Linked DNA regions of Mus musculus: region 2 is linked to region 1. Evidence: chromatin contacts called from public Hi-C data. All regions are on one chromosome and are shown on one strand. The core of a region is the stretch at or near the end of the contact, and the rest is flanking DNA. Distances in the headings are between cores, read along the strand shown. Region 1 overlaps Gm20753 (predicted gene, 20753). Region 2 overlaps Bcl2 (B cell leukemia/lymphoma 2).

The links. A called contact is a pair of places that touch in the nucleus more often than the background predicts.
Region 2: a contact with region 1 is called in a Hi-C map of B cells, with 1.7 times the contacts expected there. The contact joins two enhancer-like sites.

The regions. Positions count from the first base shown.
Region 1 is chr1:106,155,316-106,160,591 of GRCm38.p6, forward strand. All of the region lies in intron 2 of Gm20753 (predicted gene, 20753), which reads right to left. Among named protein-coding and RNA genes, the nearest start is that of Gm20753, 14 kb to the right of the region's middle. Within about 2 kb of position 2,861, at least 26 of the 459 cell types and tissues checked have an H3K27ac peak or open chromatin away from gene starts, as enhancers often do. A contact at or near this core is called in B cells, where this site is marked.
Region 2 is chr1:106,550,949-106,556,224 of GRCm38.p6, forward strand. The region is part of intron 1 of Bcl2 (B cell leukemia/lymphoma 2); the gene reads right to left. Among named protein-coding and RNA genes, the nearest start is that of Mir3473f, 7.0 kb to the left of the region's middle. Within about 2 kb of position 2,098, at least 47 of the 459 cell types and tissues checked have an H3K27ac peak or open chromatin away from gene starts, as enhancers often do. A contact at or near this core is called in B cells, where this site is marked.

The DNA of each region.
Region 1 (5,276 bases), core at 1,611-4,110:
GTAGCTTGAGTGTAGCCTTTGACTCATCAGCAAGGAAAAGCAGCTTGGCCTTGTTTGTTTTCCCTGCTTGCGCCTTGTTTGGGGTGTCAATAGTGCAGAGCCTGTGACAGGCAGCTGATCTCTGGGGAAGCGCAGCCAAACGGAAGATCCCAGCCAAGCCAGGAACTTCAGCTCAAACACTCATCTCAGGCACACAATGCCGCCCCTTGTGCGGCTAAAGAACAGGGCCAGGGCTTTGTACCAGGATAGGAATGACAATATGCCCTAAGATTCACTTTCTTAATACAGGGTTTGTGTTTCTGTCCCATGAAAGACAACTGTGTGTCCACTGAAAACAGGGTCATATTCTTTGTGTGGTGTCCTGGAAAAATACACAATCATTCTAAAACTCCAAATATTTTTTTACTATAAGGCTCATTAAAGAATTTGAACTTAATTCTTATATTCTAACACCCTGGTTAGAAATGTCTGTAACGAGTATTCTAATAACCTTGATTGCAGCTTCAGTCCAATCACTGAACTACTAGCCTGGGGTTCTTGACTGCTCTTTTACTGGAGTGTCTCTCTGGACACTCCAGATGACACTTATGAAATGTTTGTTTCCAAGCCTCCTTTGGTGATTTCTCAATGCCACGTTTGCTGTAGAGCTACCAACCTTCCAGCTTTAGTAACTATAAAATCTTCACCACAAGCTACTGCGTCCTGCTTGAGCGCTGTTCCGTTCATGGAATTATCTCAATATATTGCTTCTGCCGTTCCCTCCTAAAAACTAAACAAACAAACAAACAAACAAACAACAACAAATATGGTCCTTCTGATTTTTAAAACTGTAGCTTTATAGCTGGTGACACATGCTTGTAATCCAGGTACTTAGGAGGCAGAGGCAGGGGGATTGATGCAAATTCAAGGCCAGCCTGGGTTACAGAAAGTTCCAGACCAGCCCCACTACACAGTGAGATCCTGACTGAGAAACTTTTAATTTTTCTGTAAGCGCTTCACATCTGCTTTGAACATGTCAGGTGGATGCAACCATCAGTGGACTCCTTAGACAAGGGCAGCAGTTTTCATTTCTAATAGCAGCTGTCTGTTCTCCTACATCCTCCTCCTTAATGTCTAAAGTTTTCACCCTTTTAGTTATTTGGCTGTTTCCTTCACAGCACAAGATCTCTATCCACATCGATGCTTCCTTCCCTTCACCTCTGTAGGTGCTCTCAGTCTCCCACCCAGGCCCTTAGGTGCTCTGTGACCACAGATTTTCTGAATTAGTGATGTAATACATTTGGTTACATCAATTTTCAACCAATATACCACTGGATCATATAATATATTTAGGACTAATTTTCCTTCTTGCAAAAATTTTTTTTTTGTTTTCCCTCCACTTAATAGGTGTTTCATGTTTTCATTTGGTGGTCTATTTTCCACACCATGGAGGAAGCCCCAAACCCTCCACTGGAGCGCTAGTGTTTTCAGAATTCCTGGATCCCAGGGGTTCCCCCTGGGTATCTCCTAAGATCTCACAAGAGGTCTTTGGAGTCCTCTGTCCTTCTTCCACTTGAGGATCTCTCTTCATTGTTGATTTGGGGACTTTCTTGCCCATTATTGAGCTGGGATCTGTTTCCTGCATCCCTTACCTTCTATTTCTTGGCGTATCCTTCATCTCTCTGAAAAATCTTCTCCAGCAGCACTCTAGATATACAATTCCTTACAGTAAGGCATGGGGCGTTTGTGTATTCAAAAAACTATTTCAATCTACATGAATTCCTTGTCTTAGTTAGGATTTCCATCGCTGTGGAGAGACACCATGACCAAGGCAAGACTTATAAGGACATTTAATTGTGGCTGGCTTATGGGCTTAGAGGTTTAGTCCATTATTACATTGGCTGGAAGCTTGGCAGAGTGCAGGCAGGCATGGAGCTGGAGACGGAACTGAGTATTCTACATTTTGATCCCACTGCATCCAGAAGACTGTTTTCCATGCAGGTAGGATGAGGGTCTCAATGCCCACTCTGACAGTGACACATTCCCTTCAACAAGGTCACACCTCCTAATAGTGCCACTCCCTCAGCCAAGCATATTCAAAGACATGATCTATGGGGGCCAAAGCTATTCAAACCACTACACTCCTTTGGACCTGTTTTCATTTATTCATTTCTTCCCTAATGACTGGTCAGTGTTTAGGCAAGTGTCTAATTTTCCTGCATTGACAGGCCTTTCCTTTCCTTCAGGGGTGTGAGGCATGCACTATCATCCCTTGGACTTGAAAACTCTGAAGAAATTCTGACCACAAATAGAATTAATTTTCTTCTTCATAGAAGCTTTTAAATTTTCTCCTGACCTCATTATTTCAAATTTTGTGATGGTATGCCTTGATGTACATGTTTTTTAATTTATTCTGGCTATTTGATATTTTTATTTTCCAACAACCTAGAAATGCACAACATCCTTTAATTTGTGAAAACGATCCTTCATGATTTCTGTTTCTGTTGAGACATAAACCATTTTCTAATTATTTTCTATTTTCCCTATTTTCTTACATTTCCATTTCTAAAAGTAATCTCTCTGTCTCTGTCTCTGTCTCTGTCACTTTCTTCCCCTCTGTTTCTGTCTGTTCTCTCTGTCTCTGTTGTCTGTCTCTTCTTTCTTGCTGTCTCTCTCTGATGGTCTCTATGTCTGTCTGTCTGTCTCTTCTGTCTGTCTCTGCCTGTTTCTGTTTCTGTCTCTATCTCTGTCTCTCTGTTTTAGCTTTTTCTAAGAAGGCTTTCCTGTCCTCAAATTGTTGCTCAGCTGTCTGCCCATGGTTAGTGCTGTGGTCTTTGTGGCAGAGTCATTCAGCCGAGCTGTCATAGGTTTTGTCACGTGTGTGTGTGGGGAGTGTTGTTGGAGACTTCTGATACAAGTCTTTCATGAAGATTCTGAGTTTGGTCCCAGGCAGAGAGCTGCAAGCTCTGTGGCAGCCTGCTGTGAAAACTGGGAGCAGGCTCCACCTGTGGAGGAGGTGCCCTGCAGTCGTGGAGCTGGTGACCTCCTGGTTCCTCTTGGACAAGGAAGGAAAGGTGCCTCTTCCTCTGGCCATGGCCTGTGCCAGTGCTTGGGGCCCAAAAGAGGAGCTGGATTTCAGCTTCACTTGCCCTTTAGCACCGGCTCTGTTCCAGCCCAGTGCAATGGCTGAGCAGGTGCTTTGTGTGTGGGCACAGGGAAAGACTATAGCAGAGTGTCCCCATACCATCTTAGCACAGGAATCCAGCTTGATGGCACCATCTTAGCACAGTACTCTCCCTCTGTGTGTGTACTGTGGGCCCCCACCATCTTAGCACAGTACTCCAGCCTAATGCACCTATTGTAGAACTTTCTCTCTGTGTGTACTGAAAATCAAGTAAGCTCTGCAAAGCAATCAATGTTCCACAAGGTGAGGGGGCATTTGAGACCCAGTGGTGTATGTGCTTCCGAAAGAGACTGCACATCCTCTTGCCAGCTCCCACATCCAGAAAAGCCTGGTGTTCCCAACCCTCAACCGTCAAAAATATTTTTATTATAATCTATGTATGGGTCTCTCTCTGTCTCTGTCTCTGTCTCTGTCTCTCTCTCTCTCTCTCTCTCTGTGTGTGTGTGTGTGTGTGTGTGTGTGTGTGAGCGCGCGCTCTTGTGTGTGTGTTTGTGTATATGCAGCCGTGGAGGTCACAGAACAATTTTTGGGAGGTGGCTCTCACCATCACGTGGGTCCTGGGAAATCCAACTTGGGTTGTCAGGCTTGGTGGCAAGCTAAGCCATCTTGCAAGGCCTAGCCCCATAGCTTTCAGGAGGCTGTGCACTGCACGCAGGTTGCTTCAACTTCCTCTGTAGTTGGCTGAGAACTTTGTTGTCTGATCTAGTAACTTGGCTTCCACTCCTCTTTCAGATTATTAATAGTCCCTCTACAACTCTACATCTGTCATTTATATTCCTACCAATCGTTCACGTTTCTTCTATCAGTTATTAACCTATCTCTGTTTATTTTATCATTTGGAGACCGCTCTACTGAGATATGATTTGTGATAGTTTGAATGAGTAAGACCCCCACAGGCTCATATATATGAATGTTTGGTCCAGAGTTAGGGGAACTACTTGTTGGAAGAGGTTTAACATTACGGATGAGCTTTGAGGTTTCAAAAGCCCACACCAGGCCCAGTTTCTCTCTCTATGCCTTCTGCTTCTGGGCTAGATGTAAGCAAGCTCTCAGCTACTGCTCTAGCACCATGCCTGTCTACCACCACACTCCCTGCTATGATGATCATGGACTTAACCATGAAACTGTAAGCAAACCTCCAATTAAATGCTTTCTGGTGTAAGTTGCCTTGGTCATGGAGCCTCCTCAGATCAATAGGACAGTGATTAGGTGAGACTTACTGAGCTATCCATATTTAATGTATACAGCATGGTATGGTTAGAAATGAGTATATAATTGTGAAAATATCAACCCGGAAAGGTTACATGTACATCACTCCCCAGAGTTTCCCCTACCCTAGTTATCTATGCATATGCGTGTTTAATTTTTGTGATAAACGTACTAAGCATTAGAGCTATCATCTTGTGCTGGAGAGTCACGATAGTGTACTGCTCATGCAGAAGACCTGAGTTCAGTTCCCAGTACCCACTTTGGTGACTCATAGCTGCCTGTAACTCTGTCTCCAGAGAATCTGACACCTCAGGGCTCCAAAGGCATAATACACAGAGACTTACGAAAGTAAAACAAAAAACAAAAAACCAAAAAACTACCATCTTAGAAAGTGTCTAGTGTACAATACAGTGTTGTTGACCCATTAGTGTTGTGTAACTGAACAGTGTGCCCCCTGACCATTGATTCCCCCACCCTGTGCCCCACTCCCACCCCAGCCATGGGAATGCCTACTGTGTCCTCTGTTTCACTATCCTCTGTGTTTGGCTATTTTAGATTACATAGGTGTCTGTTTGGCTTCTTTCATTTTATAACTTGTCCTCTAGGTCTATCTGTGTTCTAGTAAATGGCAAAATTTCCTTCTGTTTTTTCCCCTGTTTTCTCATTTATATGTGTGTAGTATGCATATGTGTGGATACATGTGTGTATATAGTGAACATGAACATATATGTACTTGTGGTAGCCGAACTTTGACAGTGGGTGTTTCCCATGATTCACTGGGGCAGGGTTTCTCCACTGAACGTTGTCAAAGCAGGGACTGAGCTCTGCTGAAGGAAGAAGAAGAAGGACTGTCATGAAGAAGCAGAAAAATTCCAGGAATGTCAGGCCGTCTGTGCTGACCTAC
Region 2 (5,276 bases), core at 848-3,347, 390 kb after region 1:
TTCAGCTTTGGCCAGAGCCCTTCCTGGAATGCGATCATTTCTAGCTTTGGATTTACAACATGTTATTATTTGGGGGAGAATATCAGTTTACGTTATTGTACTATTTAAGAAAGTATGATGTGCATGAATCTTACTACAATTAGGTCATAAAAAGATAGCTAGCCAAGCTGAAAAATAGGCAAAGACTTTGAATGGACTAAATGACCCTGATGTGACCAATAAGAACATGAAAATATACTTAATATTATAAGTTGTTAGGGAACTGCTGTGGAAACTATAGTGAGCTGGCACTTTAGAACTCCTAAGATGACTGTAATTCCTAAAATGGACAGTAACAAGTGTTGATGAGGGTGTAGAGTGTTGGAGCCTTAACACAGTGGCACTGGGAATATAAAAGGCAATAGCCACGGAAGGAAACAGTTTGATGGATCTTTAAATAGTGAGCTACTGCATGAACCAAGAGTTTAGTATATAATCAATATAATTGAAAGCATATGCTCATATAAAAACTGTACATGAATATTCACGTCAGCATTATTTGAAATAGCCAAAGAGAAGAAATAGTCCAGCTATCTGCTAACTGATCAATAGACAAAATATCCTGGGCCTACACACTGCAATATTATTTATCCATAAAGGAATGAGGCTCTGCTATGTACTATATGCTGGGTGAACCTTGAAGCAAAAGCTAAACATGAAAGGATTAACATAAAGGTTCAAGTGCAGCATAATTCCTTTTATAGGAAATGTCCCAAAGGGTACGTTTTAGAGACAGAAATCAGATGAATTGTTGTCAGGAGTTGGAGAGAGGGAGGACTATGGAATAACTGTCAATGTGTACAGAAGTCCTTTTAGATTGATAAAAAAAATGTGTTCTGGAATTAGTGTAATAGTTGTAACACCTTTTGAATATTCTAAAAAAAAATGAATTGCTCATAGCAAGTGGAATTTCCTGGCATGTGAACTATATTTAAAAACCTGTCTTTCTTACAATCCATGAGGGGGATAGTTAACAATTTTACACTCTATGCAATTGGACAGGGTGTCTGATTCTCTAGCTCTGCTCCCAGTGGTTTGTGGGCTAGGGAGATTCCTTTCATTCTGACTGTCTCCCCCAGTGTTATCCAAGCTAACTGTGGTAGGATGCTTCATTCAACAGACTTATTCTGGGTGAGGATTCAGGCCAGCTGAGCATTCTTCGATATGAGGTGAGAGGCTCAGATTTGTGCAGGCCTTACATTCCCTTCCTCTGCAAACTGTTGCACTACTTGGATATGCACAGTCAAGATCTTCTCTGTTTCTCATGCATCCTTGGGGATATGGCTTGGGATGTGCTGGTGCATGCCAGAATATATGTCAGTATAACGTTGCAGGCAGTAACCTCCAGACTCCTCTCAGAGTGGTCCATCTGCATTGCACTCTGCTTCCACAGGCCCCTGCTCCTCTCAGAGCTCCCTGGGCTCAGGCCCCTCTGCTAGGGCCTCTGACCTTTTGGTGTGGGAGAAGGCCCTGTCTCCAGTGATTCTCTGAGCTCTTCTCCAGCCTCCCCACACCCTATGTTTCTATAGGGGACCTAGTGTACCATTTCTTTGTTTTCAAGAGACGGGGTTTTACTATGTTAGGAGGTTGGTCTCAAGTCAGGTCAAGTGGTCCTTCCACCCCAGTACCCCAAGTAGCTGTGATCACAGGCATTCACTATTGTGCCTGGCCTTCATGCTAATTTTAATTATTGTGCCTCAGACTGGGAGAAAAGTGTGAAACTCTGCTTGTCCTGGGTGCCAGATGGGATTCTCCGTGCCTCATGTGCAGTTTAGCATTTTGATAGACCCACCACTGACTTTCCTGGGATCTGTGGCTACTGTGTGCTCACTCACCTCCTTGTCTCTTGGCATCATCCCACAAGCCCCAGTGTCTACCTTTGTATATGAGAGTGACCGCAAGCGCTGCTGATACTCCACAGAACCAGTGGCAGCTGGAAACACTCACCCTGTAGGTCATTTCTTGGGCCACACATGCAGTGTTCCACTGTACCCGCCATGGGGCCTGTGAACACGTGGCATGGCCTAGCATGTCACTGCAAGAGTTAATTCATGAAAATATGCCAAAAATGGGAACTGAAAGCGCATGCTTATGAAGTTCTGCAGCTTGGCCTAATCACTGTCATCAGTATACCGCTGCTGGGGAGAGAGGCAGGGACAAGAGGGGGCTCTTCACTGATTAAACAGGGAGGACCAGAGCTGGGAGCCAAATGTTTGATTTTTCACGTGTTTAAATCAGCAAGTGTTGACTGAGGATGGTGGGAGGAGGTACAAAGCACCCGAGTTTCCTAATGGGGATTTGCTGAAAATGAGTTCAACCCTGGGATGGGATACGTTCCAGTAAGGAGCTTAAAGGAGACGCTCTTCCCATAGGGGACATTTGCTAGGCACTGGCAGCTCCCAGCCATACCTGGCCTGCAAGTGTCTCTTAAGACTGGATGTCTCTTCTGGAAATTCCACACCATATTGGCTCCATAACGCTTTCATGGAAGACCTATAGCACCTGGAACATCTGTCCCAGACCAGCTGTGGCTTTCACAGGATGGGCTCTTCCTACAGGTTTTGGTCTAGGACAAATAAGTCTCACACTCTTCTGAAAGCCTAATAGCCCACTCCAAAGTATCCCTTAAGACATAACAAGTCTCAACCTACTCCCAGCCTCCTACTCTGCAGCCCAGGGAACCATTCATTCACTCTGTGACGGTCAAAATGACCAAGATGGCCCATCAATCCAGCCATCAGTAAAAAGAAGGGTGATTACGTCTTCTCTGTCTCAGTCAGGGGCTGATACACGGTGGTAAACTCAGTGTGTTCCATGTGGGTGCGCTCAGGAAAATCTGCTTTTGTTTTGTAGTTTATAATTTAGCTCAGTTCACCTGGAAAGACTCAGCATGAATAAAACCAGATGCATTTCAAGGCACACTGGCTGGCTCTCTGACAAACCTCTTCCTTCCTCAGATGGTCTTCCCGAGGCCAGAAAGGACAGCCCACTCTAACGCAAGGAAAATGCAATGTGTCTGTGGCTGACAACAGTTGTTAGTAATGGAGCGTGTGAATACTGGGCAGGGTCAAGGCTAGAGTTCTGGATTCAACCTCATTAACACAGGGATGAGATAGGCTGGTGTGGCCATTTACAGAGCAGTTCTTGGTCAGTGTGCAGTCTCTTGCCAAAACTAGATGGCTATATATGGAAAGAGGGAATGAAGGATAGAGGAAAGGGGAGGGGAGAAAGATGGGTGGGTGACCGAAATCTTCTCCATCTGCAGAACCTCTAGGGCATGTTGACAGCTGACTGACCTAAGGCCACTATCCTGCAGTGAAGTGAGTCTGCCTCTGCCATGGACATGAGCAAAGTCAGGAAACCACATGGGTCCACTCACTGTACAAAGCCCACCAGTGTGAGGGGTGCTCTTGGGTACTTACTAGAGTGACTGTTCCTGTCCTCTTGCATTTTATAGCATGAAGCCTACAGAAGGTCTGCATGTATTTGCTGATTAGACTACAATGAGAGTTGAGTCATGTCTCTGGGCCTATGTGCACCAGTGATTCCTCAGTCAGAGCTGAAAGTTCTTGAGCTGGACTGGCATGTCAGTTGTCAACACCCAAGTTCCTACTTGAGACTTTCCAGTAACCCCATCTACTGAAACTATGATGCTGGACTGCTAAAATAGTAGCCAGTGAAGCAATATTTACTAAATGTCGTTGTGTACAACACTGTATTTGTACTTCAGGGGAAGCCAGTGACCACGGCTTTGTGTGACGGTGAACCGTACAGCAACACTACACTCATTACACATATCAATCCTTCCACACATGCCCACTCTGGAGCACTTCACCCTAAAGGCCTCAGAAGTTCAGGTTTGGGTAGGTGAAGGCGTTAGTGGGGGGCACTAGGTCTATCAGATTGTCATTTTTAGCGAGCAGCACCTTATTCATATATAACGTAGTTTTCATAAGAAAATTGGTGTAAACTTTGGAAGTTCCTACTTTGTGGAGGCTTTTTGCAGAGCAAAGAAGCCTGGTCCTCCTCCCTTTGATCTATCTTTGGAATCGGAGTCAAGCAACCCAGAGGGAGTCAGAGCACGCACCAAAGCATTTATCTAGTGTCTACTTCTGGCCAGACACTAAATCTGAGATTTGGAGTGAGAACCAACTACTGTGCCAGGCCCCGTAGAGTAGCCTTTATAAACAACAGGAGACAAGAGAATAACATCAGAAAGGCCCCTCAGCTTGGCCCAGGTTACAGTGAGATTTGAATCTAAGGCCATACAAGTTCTACACATAGATGTGCTTCTTCATTATGCTTTTCGTGTTGGAGGGGAAAAAATATGTACAAGAGCCAGCCCTTTGGAGATGCATAACAAATGAAACTAGGAAGCTAAGGGGGCTCAAGACTGACAGAGCAGGACAGACCCATGCCTTCAGGAGTTCAAAGAGAGTTGGGTAAGTAGCTCAGTGCTAGCTCTGCCTAGCATGCGTGGGGCCCTAGGCTCAATCCCTAGCACCGAAGGAAAAAAGTCAAGTAGAGAAAGCTGAAGATATTCAGGACGTGAAATCAACTCAGGGGTTTGGGATTGTCCTGAGACAGGTTCCAAAGACAGCTAGCTGATATCCGAAGCCGAGCAGGGAGGAATTATCCCTTGGGGCTGCATTATCAGAGAAAGGACCCTGTGACCACGGGAAACCACAAGTCATGGGGCCTCCCGTGCACACTGCAGAACTAGATCCCACGGGAATGTGTGTGGTGCACTCTGGTCTGTGGTCTGGCCCTGTTGGCTCAGACCTCGCGTCACCTTGCACCTCAAGAGTGTTTACACTGAAAGAGACTCCAATCCCAAAGGAAAAATTCTTCCCATGTAATTCAGGGAAAGCCTTCCTGCTACAGGGCTGCTTTACAAGGAATTCTGGAATTTGGAGGAGAACAAAATTTCCCTGAGTCACAAAAACAAATCCCACCTGAGACACAAAAACAAGTCCCACCTGAGACTTGTTTAGAATATTAAAACAGCTGGCCCAAGAACTTGTAGAGTGACAACTGGAGTTTACTCCTTTCTGAGAATCCATTCAGCTGTTCTGCAGAATCAAAAGGAATCGTGGCCACCATGTTAGGAACCAGTGACAACTTCCATTCTATAAGCTCCAAGGAAGGCATGTAGAGGACTGCCTTGCCACAGTCCAGACCCAGCCAGCAGCTCTCGTTCTGGAAATGTAGCCCTCAGATGAGGAAGTCTGCTCTAC